Regions from separate parts of the Anas platyrhynchos genome. Here region 1 is linked to region 2. A link is a contact called in public Hi-C data. All regions are on one chromosome and are shown on one strand. The core of a region is the stretch at or near the end of the contact, and the rest is flanking DNA. Distances in the headings are between cores, read along the strand shown. Region 1 overlaps LOC101798800 (a long non-coding RNA gene). Region 2 overlaps ACVR2A (activin A receptor type 2A).

The links. Hi-C and Micro-C count contacts between places; a contact is called where the count stands out from the background.
Region 1: a contact with region 2 is called in a Hi-C map of skeletal muscle, with 4 times the contacts expected there. The contact joins two enhancer-like sites. A contact is called at or near these places in 5 of 8 Hi-C or Micro-C datasets (F1 follicle, liver, skeletal muscle and 1 more).

Annotation. Positions count from the first base shown.
Region 1 is chr7:3,410,721-3,415,640 of IASCAAS_PekinDuck_T2T, reverse strand. All of the region lies in intron 3 of LOC101798800 (a long non-coding RNA gene), which reads right to left. Among named protein-coding and RNA genes, the nearest start is that of ACVR2A, 260 kb to the right of the region's middle. Within about 2 kb of position 3,275, at least 2 of the 8 cell types and tissues checked have an H3K27ac peak or open chromatin away from gene starts, as enhancers often do.
Region 2 is chr7:3,107,854-3,112,700 of IASCAAS_PekinDuck_T2T, reverse strand. It overlaps ACVR2A (activin A receptor type 2A), which reads left to right. Exons shown (of 12, transcript XM_021275966.4): 6 at 3,097-3,240; 7 at 4,495-4,638. Among named protein-coding and RNA genes, the nearest start is that of ORC4, 30 kb to the right of the region's middle. Within about 2 kb of position 2,335, at least 1 of the 8 cell types and tissues checked has an H3K27ac peak or open chromatin away from gene starts, as enhancers often do.

The sequences.
Region 1 (4,920 bases), core at 2,026-4,525, 300 kb before region 2:
CACCCCAAATAAATAAATAAATAAATAAATAAATAAAACACTCCTATTCCAAACTTTTTTATAAGGTAAATGTAATTTAAAATGTTTATGAAACTATGAGACAGTAGTTTCCTGAAAGCAGAAGAGACTTTTCATGGAAAGACATAGATAATACAAGCTTTGACCATGAAATATGAAAAACAAAACAAAATATGACATGAAAACAGTGAGCTGATGATAATTCTCCCTTTTCTTCATGTCTAGTGTATTCTAATCTCATGCTCAGTTTTTAAAGACAGTCGTAATGCCCAATGGAAGCAAAGGAGAAACAAGCTCACTAGCTGAATTTTAAGGAAAACGGCAGAAATATTTTTTTCCTCTATTGAAGATGGAAATCCCACAGAGGCACTGCAAGAGCAGTAGTGTACAACAAATAGATCCAGCCTTCATAGCATGAAGGTGTACATGCATACCCACAGCCACAGTTTTCAACATTTATCAGATTAAAAAACAAATAGACCAAGGTTATATACTTATTTCATTTAATTAACATTCAGTGAGCAATAGTAGTTAATTTTAAAATTTTGTATGGTGCTGAGGATGCTATTTTTTATTGGGAATACGGATGTTCCTGCAACATTGTACTCATAATGTGCTCGCTGTCTTCACCAAGTTGAAGTTAAAAAGTTATGTGGAGCCTCAGCAATAGCTCGCATTCAATTGAAGAGATTTTGTTCAAACACTTACTATTGCTTACCCTTGGTGGTCCCTACACTTCTGTAGGCTACTACCAATATTTTATTGACATTTCTCCTGCCCAGCTCAATTCCTGCCCAGCCTTTCAGCCCAGCCCTGTTCATGACTGGGTTTTCAGGAGCAAGCTCTGCCAGCAGCTCGGTGCAGTGGCATTGTCTGTGTTTTAACACAGACTTTTTGGTTAGTTTTGTGCCTTACTGAAACAAAAATGATAGGTGCCACGATGGCTCTGAGCCCAACGGAGGAATAAATTTTGGCGATTTTTCTCTACTTTTTTTCAGCCTCTTGAGCAGTGGAGAAGGTCACTGTACGGTTGTGTTAAAACTATGATTAAGATTTGTGTTTTTTTTTAAGGCAATTTCCGTGTTTTCTTGAGGCAGGGGCAGCGGGAGGCGATGTTTGCGCGCTGCCCCCACACGAGGGCGCCGTCCCCTCAGAAATGCGCGGCACCCAGGACCCAGGGCCCGGCCCCAGGCCCGGATCGCCCCGTGCAGGCCTTCGGGGACACCAAAGTCATTTTCCGAGCTATTCCCTTTTAATTCGAGTGGCAGGCGAAGGATAAGACAAATCTGTGCCTCAGTTGTGACATGACAGGGATAAAACTTTTATATTTTGCTCCATAAGAGCGGCCTTTGCCGGTCTTCCCCTCACCTTCGCCTCCCACCACTGCCCTGGCCATGGCAGCTCTGTCAGCCAGGCCCAAGCAGCTTCATTGCTGCCATCTCTGCAATTTTTACCCTATTTCTGAAGTATTTACACAGAAATGCTTTATTTACATAGCCTAAATCTCCCCAGCCACCCAATTACTGACATAATTCATCAGCAGGTCCACGCTAGAGTGGTTAAAGTGATTTTTCAACTCTGACTCGCACAAAGCATGTATGCAGATATGAAACAGTTAAAATATTTAAATCACAAATATTAATGATGCAAATTGAGCTCACTTTGGTATCTTAATCCTCCCTCGCTGCTGCTCTGTCATGTGCGCTCAGTGTGACTGGGTTCCTGCGGAGAGGGCGTAGTCACAGGCCATGTCCTAATACACACCCAGGAGGAATGGGATGAAGCTTGCACAGCCCTAAATCTGCTCCTTCCTAACTTCGAATGCTTGACTCGAAAACTAAATAACGGGGCTTTCCTCGGCAAGCTCTGATCAACATAATATGGCACAAAGAGGCGGCACCTCCCCAGTTTGGGAGCATCCCCTGTAGATGTTCCAGACCTAAGCCCAGATAAGGTGACGTCCAGAAGTCAGCCTGAGCCCTTGTGGTGGAAGTCATGGTCATGGTCAGTCCTGGTTCCCCCTGCAAGAATTACAGCAGGTTATACAGAAGGACTTTGAAAAAGAATATCACTTTCAAGTGAACGTATAATTTGTCAAGAGTCTTCTTGGGATATTAAGATATAAGGACATTTCTCCTACCTAATATTACTTTACAGGAGCTTCACGTAACTTTCCATGCTTTGCAAACTTTAACAATTAGCTTGAAGTAGGTGTCTTCCCGTGGTAAGCCAAAATATTAGGGAACATGATTATATACCTGTCCTCAGCTTCTCACTGCTTATAACCCGACATGATCCAAAAGCTTGAAGACAAAATTTCTGAGACACAACTTACACCTACAGCAGAGCCAGCTGCTCACATATTTAAAGCCGTGTATACAAACGTGTATCGAGTTACAAGAGGGTGGCAGAACAGGGAAGCACCACACGTTTCTACCTACTAATTACCATCAAATGGGAAAAGATTTGATAATATGCTGTACACTTCTCAGAAGAGGTCTCATCTTCTTTCTTTACGTTTATTAACGAACTTGGTCTATAATTAAAATAACAGCTTGAATCCTGATGATAAAGCGACACGAATACTTTACTCTTCACTTTTTCGCTGATGTGCAACATGTTTTGTGCCATGAATGTTCATTTTGTCACATTTCCTAATTAATAAAGAATAAAAGAGCATTTCAGATGGTTCAGCCTCATCTAAAACCCTTGTTTTATGGCTTTCTCCCACTACGCACAAGCAAGCAGGCTTGGCAACGGGACTTTTGTCCTCTGAGCAGAGCTCGGGCGAGCCAAGGATGCCTCCCCAGGAGCTACAGGTCTCCAGACATTTAGGTGTTTATGTGAATTAAACATCTGGTGAAGTCAGCACTACATAGACATGAAACAATGGAAAGTAAAGCTTTTTTGAGATCAGCTAGGCTCCTTTCCTACACACACACGCATTTAATTACAGCAGTTGGATCAAGCTGCCAGTGCCTTGTGCTCTTTTTTCCCCCATATATAATACAAAAAAAGTAAAGACTTAAGAAACATCCTCTTGGTTTCCTAAAAGATACATATTTCACATTTCCAAGGTGGCCATTAAATACATTGTACTCATCTCATCAATCTTTACCTCTCATCTTAGACCCTCAGGATGCAACATGAGCTTTACAGGAAGCTTTCATAATGCTGCCCATCCTTGACCACATTGTTTGGGAGAGGCTGCTGCTCACACCATCACATTAAATTCCTGTGGTTTTATCCTGAGTAAGTGTTATTTGGAAACTTTTCTTTGGATGCAAACAGGCAACCGAGCAGATTTATGTATGCCTGTAGGTATGCATATGCACACGAATCACATGCTGCATTTTATCTTCCTTTAATCTTCTTCTTCTATTAATTCAGCATGTGCTCTCAGGATGGGACTACCAGAGGGATGATGGGCACGCTGAAATCCTGGCCATGCAACTGGCCTCACCACACTCCCATTAAAGGCAACAAATCATGAAGCAAAATTTCATGTACCAGCAATGAACTGCCATTGCTACCTGGAACTGCCTTCCAAAAGCAAGAACGTAATGAATGAGCAGAGGAGCCTTCTCTAATTCATGCATTTATATAATGTCAAAAATTATGTCGCTGATGCTTCCATTCATCTAAATTTGCCTGGCAATAAGTCAGGCTGCCCACAGAATTTTCTGTTAACAATTACAGATGCACGGCTGCAATTATGGCTTTGCCCACACTGTTCACCTAGTGCTGGATAGTGCCAAAATGACTCTGTCTGTATATATACAAACATGCGTTTTCAAGCACAGCTTTAAATTTCCTCACTTTATCCTGAAATCACTACTAAAAATAGTTTTTAGGGTCTTCTAATCTGCTTTTCTATTTCATGTACTTTGATAGTTCTTTTTGCTGCAGGAAAAAAAATAAAATACATCTAACAGACTTCATGGACAGGAATCCTCCCTTGATTTCATCCTAAGACACTTGCAGTCTCTCTATGCTCCTACACAGACTACCCAAGTCAGTATTTTTCTAAATGTTTGTTTAGCATAAGGCCAATTATTTCATACATAAAGCCAGAAATAGAAAGGCAAGGTTAGAGAGCTGTCAGTTAATTGATAAACATGAGTGAAATCAATATTCACCGTCCTTTATGGCAAGGCCAGTGATGTAGATACTTGACTACCAATGAAAAGGTTCCTGAAATTTCATTTACACATTTGTCCAGGAGCTAGAAATAAATAGATTTGTTGACATTCACGGATAAAGACTACTTGGATAAACAGAGCTTCAGATCTGAAACACCCTGATTTTACAGGAATGCTCCCACTCTTCCTTCATTCCCAGTACCATGACCTCACACCATCTATATAGATTTACCATGTAACTGCCAGAAATAAAAAAAATCCTTTTCAAAAAATAAGTAAAAAGGGAAACAAAACTACAGTCCAGCATAAAGGAAAAGTAATTACAAAAGCATTTCATTGTTCAATTTTTTATTTAAAAAGAAAAAAAAAAAAAAAAAAAGATTGCAGCAGATTTAGTATCATTTGCCTTTAGGACAAGTCGTTTTGAAATTTTTTTTACATCTCTGATTTTTTTTTACATCTTTACACCATACCAAGATAAAAAATATATAGCAATTATCAAATTATCACCATTTATGTACAAAAATGTAAATTTCTAGAAACCTAAAGTATTTTTCTAAATCATTTCTTCTTCATCTACAACTGCAGTTGCCAGACCTTCCTTCTCTTCATGAACGTTGCCTGCTACATTAGCAATTAATTTGGCCTTGTCTTCATCTACTGAAAAAACAAACAAACAAACAAACAAAAAAAAAAAAACCAAGTAACACAACTAACAGCAATAAAAATACTTCTTGGTCCAAAAGTAATGCCTTTACCA
Region 2 (4,847 bases), core at 1,086-3,585:
ACCTGAACTGATGGTTTTAATGGCCAGAGGCTTTGAGCTACGGGAAGAAGAAAGCGTAGTGACCTGTTCTGCATCCTGAGGCCATCGGTTCAGGTGCTGTTGGCTGTTTTTATCTGGCAGAGGATCTGTGCAGCGGTGCTCACCATGCCACCTGCCCAGGGTGAGGAGAGAGTCCTGCTTCCCTCCGCCTTCCAGAGCTTTTTCTGTTAACGCGGACCTTGCTGCAAGCAGATGCAATTTGCTAAACTATTAGAAAAATAATGTGATTAGAAGGGGGGTGAAAAAGCTTTCTGACAACGTAGCATCGTACCTTGATTCACCGTGCAGCAAGCAGAGTCAGTCCGAGGGAGAAAGGGCCGGGGAAGGCTGGGCAGCAGGAGAGGGGCTGCATTTGGACAGCTGAGGCAGGCTGATACACCCCATAATACCTTAGCTCACATTATATCATCCGCCTTGGCGCCGCAGAGATGGTTTTCAAAAGCCACGCACAAGTAATGATGCCTGTGGCACAGTAAATATTTCTGCTCAGCAGCAGAGCAGGTTGCAAATACCGTCAGGGAATGGCTCTGCATAAATCAGGATCGGTAATTTTAGAGCAAATGGCTGTTGGGTTTAGTGAAATCGTTTAGGAAAAAAATAGAAAAAAGTGTAGAACTTTATTTACATTAACAGAAGACAATTACACTTTCCATTTTAAATCAGGATTTGTTTTGATCTCTGTGTGTGGGTGTGTTAACTTCTTCATTGCAAGCAGGAAGTTCTGACTTCACAGAAATGTTTCAACACCCAGAGAAACACGCGGGGAACCGCAGGAGGCTGCTGTGTAATGCAGCGGGGAAAGATTTTGAAATGCCAGGATTTTCTAGGAAAAGCAAAATCCAGGTGTATGAGAAGTATCCCATTGGTCTAGGGTGAGAGTTAGCCGCCCTGTTTTCTTTTTTATCTGGTTTTTACTCAGGAGTGATGCAGGTGCTGTAATCCAGCTGTTTTCATCAGATCTCTGAGAAGTGTCAGTGGTCTTCTGCTTGATGGTCAAGAACAAAAAAATGACCTAGTATGCTTCAAAACACTGGTAGGCTTTTTGGACAGAGGGTAGAGAAAGGACAGGGTTGTTCAGCCACTAGAGCAAGGTGAGGTTTGGGTTTCCTTCCCACAGGCAGATTGCTGGGTTCAGAACTCCAACAAGTCGTCTTGCTGCCTGATTTCGAATCCCCTGCTACACAGTGCTCAGGGTTCTTAAAAATACCAGGCTTTTACTACTAAAGATGGTCTTGTGAGTAAATTCGGGCATTGTGTTTCTAGTTTTGCATGTCTTTTTTTGCCATTTCCATAAGTAACCATGGCAATTTGAGGGCAGCGATCACCCTGCTGCCTGAAATACTCACAGAGGGCTCGGGCAGGGAATGGCAGGCGGCACGGGAGCGAGAAGCATCGGCAGTGCTGAGAGCAAGAACCTGATCCTGTGTTAGAAGCAACTTTCAGTTCTGAAACTTCACTTTCTCTTTGTTTATCCACTTTGAACCCAGCATTTTTGCTGTAACAGCTTTATTGAAGCATCTCACATCTATTCACAGAAGAATCTCATTTTTTTGAGGATAGTGTTGCAATCCTCTAATTAAAATTGTATTTCTACAGGTATTAATTTCTGTGGAGTTAGATCACAATTTCTTTGAATCGATACAAATCTCTTTATCTATAAAGCTGGTTCTTCTTGAAGCACAGATATATTTTTGCTAAGAAGCAGAGGATGGATATTTGGTCCTGTGCTTTAAGTTCTCCGAGCCTGTAGCGGCTGCAGCAGCACTTGTCTCCATTCTCCCAGCAGCAAGGTGTGCTTACAGCCACGGCTGTTCAGCAAACGTCTGTAACATGCACAAAATCTTTATGGCACCAGCTGCAGTGCTTGGACACCTCGCTATTGAGTGCTCACTGGTTGTGTTCAAGCAACTACTCCAGGGTTTTCCATTCTCTCTCTTTACAACAGCATTACAGCTGTGACTGGCGGGGGGGACAAAACAAAGCAGAAAAGGCAGGCATACGTTTTGGAGGGTTTGAGCAGCATGCTTTGGGTTTTTTCAGTGTGTTCTGCAGTGTGGGTATCACTTAAAAGCAATACCAGTCTCTCAGCTGTAGGTTCTTGCCTTCACGTGTAAGATAAGGCCCGCGGCCCAACTTCGCCATCCCCACAGTTGAAAATCTCCTTGTTACATTCAGCTGACGTGTGCTACACAGAATGTGTAAGCGACATAAAATGTAAAACACCAGATAGCCCGTGGTGTCACTTCTTTTTTTTTCTGCCAGAAAGGGAAGTTGTTCAAAACCACGTTAACATCTGTGGTCACGGGGATAACTGTGTGGGAGCCCCGTCTTGTGCCGTGGGGCTTCCCAGCTGGTCGGCTTGTACTTGCAAAGCCAGTGCTGGACTTTTTATTTTCCTAGCTGACCAGTGAAGTGCAAACACTGGGAGATAATGAAGAAGAGCAGGACATCCTCCGAAGCTCCAGTGCAGCCCAGTGGCCATACCGTTGGCCCTGAGGGGCCTTCTGCTGTGGTGCAGCTCCTGGCCCAGCTCACGAGTGTGCAAGGGCGCTTGGTGCAGCTCTCTGCGGCTCCCTGAGCCACCCAGCTCGACCTGGGGTCTTCTGTGTCCCACTGGGACACCAATAAGTGCGGGTGGGAGCGTGCTTCGTGGCTGGGCTGTTTGCTCGTGGCACATCGTGTGTGAGAAACAAACAAAAACCCACTCGGTACCGAAGTGCTCGGTTTAATTCTGTCATTTTGAAAAGCCACAAGTAGTGCTTGATCATCTCTCTCTCTTACTTTGTGCTGTGCTTTTATACCCGGTTAGATTTTTACTGTAACTGTTGTCATGCTGTCGCTTGCACATAATTCTGAGCATGTTTCACAATCTTTTTTTTTTTTTCCTTCCTGTGGACGAGGGTTGCCGTTTTGTTTCTGGTTTGTTTGGGGGAATTGGTTGTGAGGGGGTGGGTACACGATGCCAAGTCTCGGTTTACGAGCCTTTATTTCTAGTGCTGTCACCACAGATCCCAGGTATGATGGCTGAGGTAACTAACGGTGTTTACCTGCTTTCAGGATCCCGGCCCACCACCGCCGTCGCCCCTGATGGGTTTGAAGCCGTTGCAGTTGCTCGAGATCAAAGCTAGGGGAAGGTTTGGCTGCGTGTGGAAAGCTCAACTCCTGAACGAGTATGTTGCAGTCAAAATATTCCCCATTCAGGTAGGCAATAGTTCTGGTGTCCTGTGTTTATTAAAATATTGTATTGTAAACCATGTTTTCCAGTCACTGTAAGAGGCTTTATGTTAGAGAATTTTTACTGTGTATACTACAAACCTCAATATTCCACACAAATTCTCAAATACAGGAAGTATCTTCAGCCAGAGAATGTGCAGGTAGGGTTTTTATCTTAATGAAGATAAAATTTGCTAAGATTTCCTAATCATAAAAATACTTATTTGACACAAATAGTCTGAAGCACGTAAATACTGTTTGCAGCTCTCACACGTCTCCATTTGAGAAGAATCTGTTGATGTTTTTCAACTTAAAATGTACTTGGACTGAATGTAAGCTGATAAATTGGTGCCCTGAAATGCAAACCTGATGTAAGGTGCTAGTTCCAGTTAAACATGCCTCAATTGAAGGTAACAATGCTGACTTCCCAGCATACGGCTCTGAAAGCCATATTTCAGAATAGATTGTGCTCTTAATTTTAGAATCCAGAATGATGAATACAGTGATACTAGGATAGATCTGACATTAATTAAAAGCAGCCAATGCTAGTTGAGGTGGAGAAATGTACTTTTGCTTTCCAGTGGTTAACGAAGTGTTAAATTGTTGAAGAAACACATCTGTGGGTTCCTTGCCTTCTAGGAGAAATGGCACATATATATATGATGGTTTAAGTCATCAATACAGCATACATTAAAACTGAGACTTTTATCTTGCTGTTTTTAAGAAAGGAAGACGTGTTTCTAATTCTTAGCGGGTCTGTTTTGTTTTCTTAAGGTAGAACCAGTCTCAAAACAAAAGCATTGCAATGATTTCCAGTATATAGACTCTATTCCTGGCTACAGCTTTCTGTGTTTCCGTGGTTCATACCTCTGATAGTTGGTGGTGTTTTCAGATAATGCAACATATTTAATTTTTCAGACACTTTTCCAGGAAGTGTGAATGTGTAATATATTTATTTTAGGTCAGTATTTTGTAGCACAAATACTGCTACTAATCTAAACATTCATATTTTTATAATAATCAGTCTCATAACGTTAATGGCATATACCATGCTTTCTTTATTTTTGGTAATAAATCCTGATTTGCCGATTTGACCAAAAATTAAGTTTTAATCGTATTGACAGATCATTTAGCAATACACAATGAATTACAGGAGGAAATGTCTGACAGGGAAAGTACCTCTTATGCTTATCATCATGGTATTAACTTGTCGTGTTGTGTTTTTGTTGTTTTTCTTTAAAGGACAAACAGTCCTGGCAGAATGAATATGAAATTTACAGTTTACCAGGAATGAAGCATGACAATATTCTACAGTTCATCGGTGCAGAGAAACGAGGCACTAGCATTGATGTCGACCTCTGGTTAATTACAGCATTTCACGAAAAGGTATGGGTAACTCCCAAAGTAGCATCTTTTTTTTTTTTTTAATCATCATTATGATGGAAGAAGAGTAGCCTTAGAAATTTGTTGCCAATGTGAATTTTAGACAGTTAAGAAATAAATCTTAATAGAGAAGTTATACAAAACAAATGAAGAGATTTTTTTCTACCTGTTGCTTCTTAGAATACGTATATTTTGGCATGTCCCCATTCTAA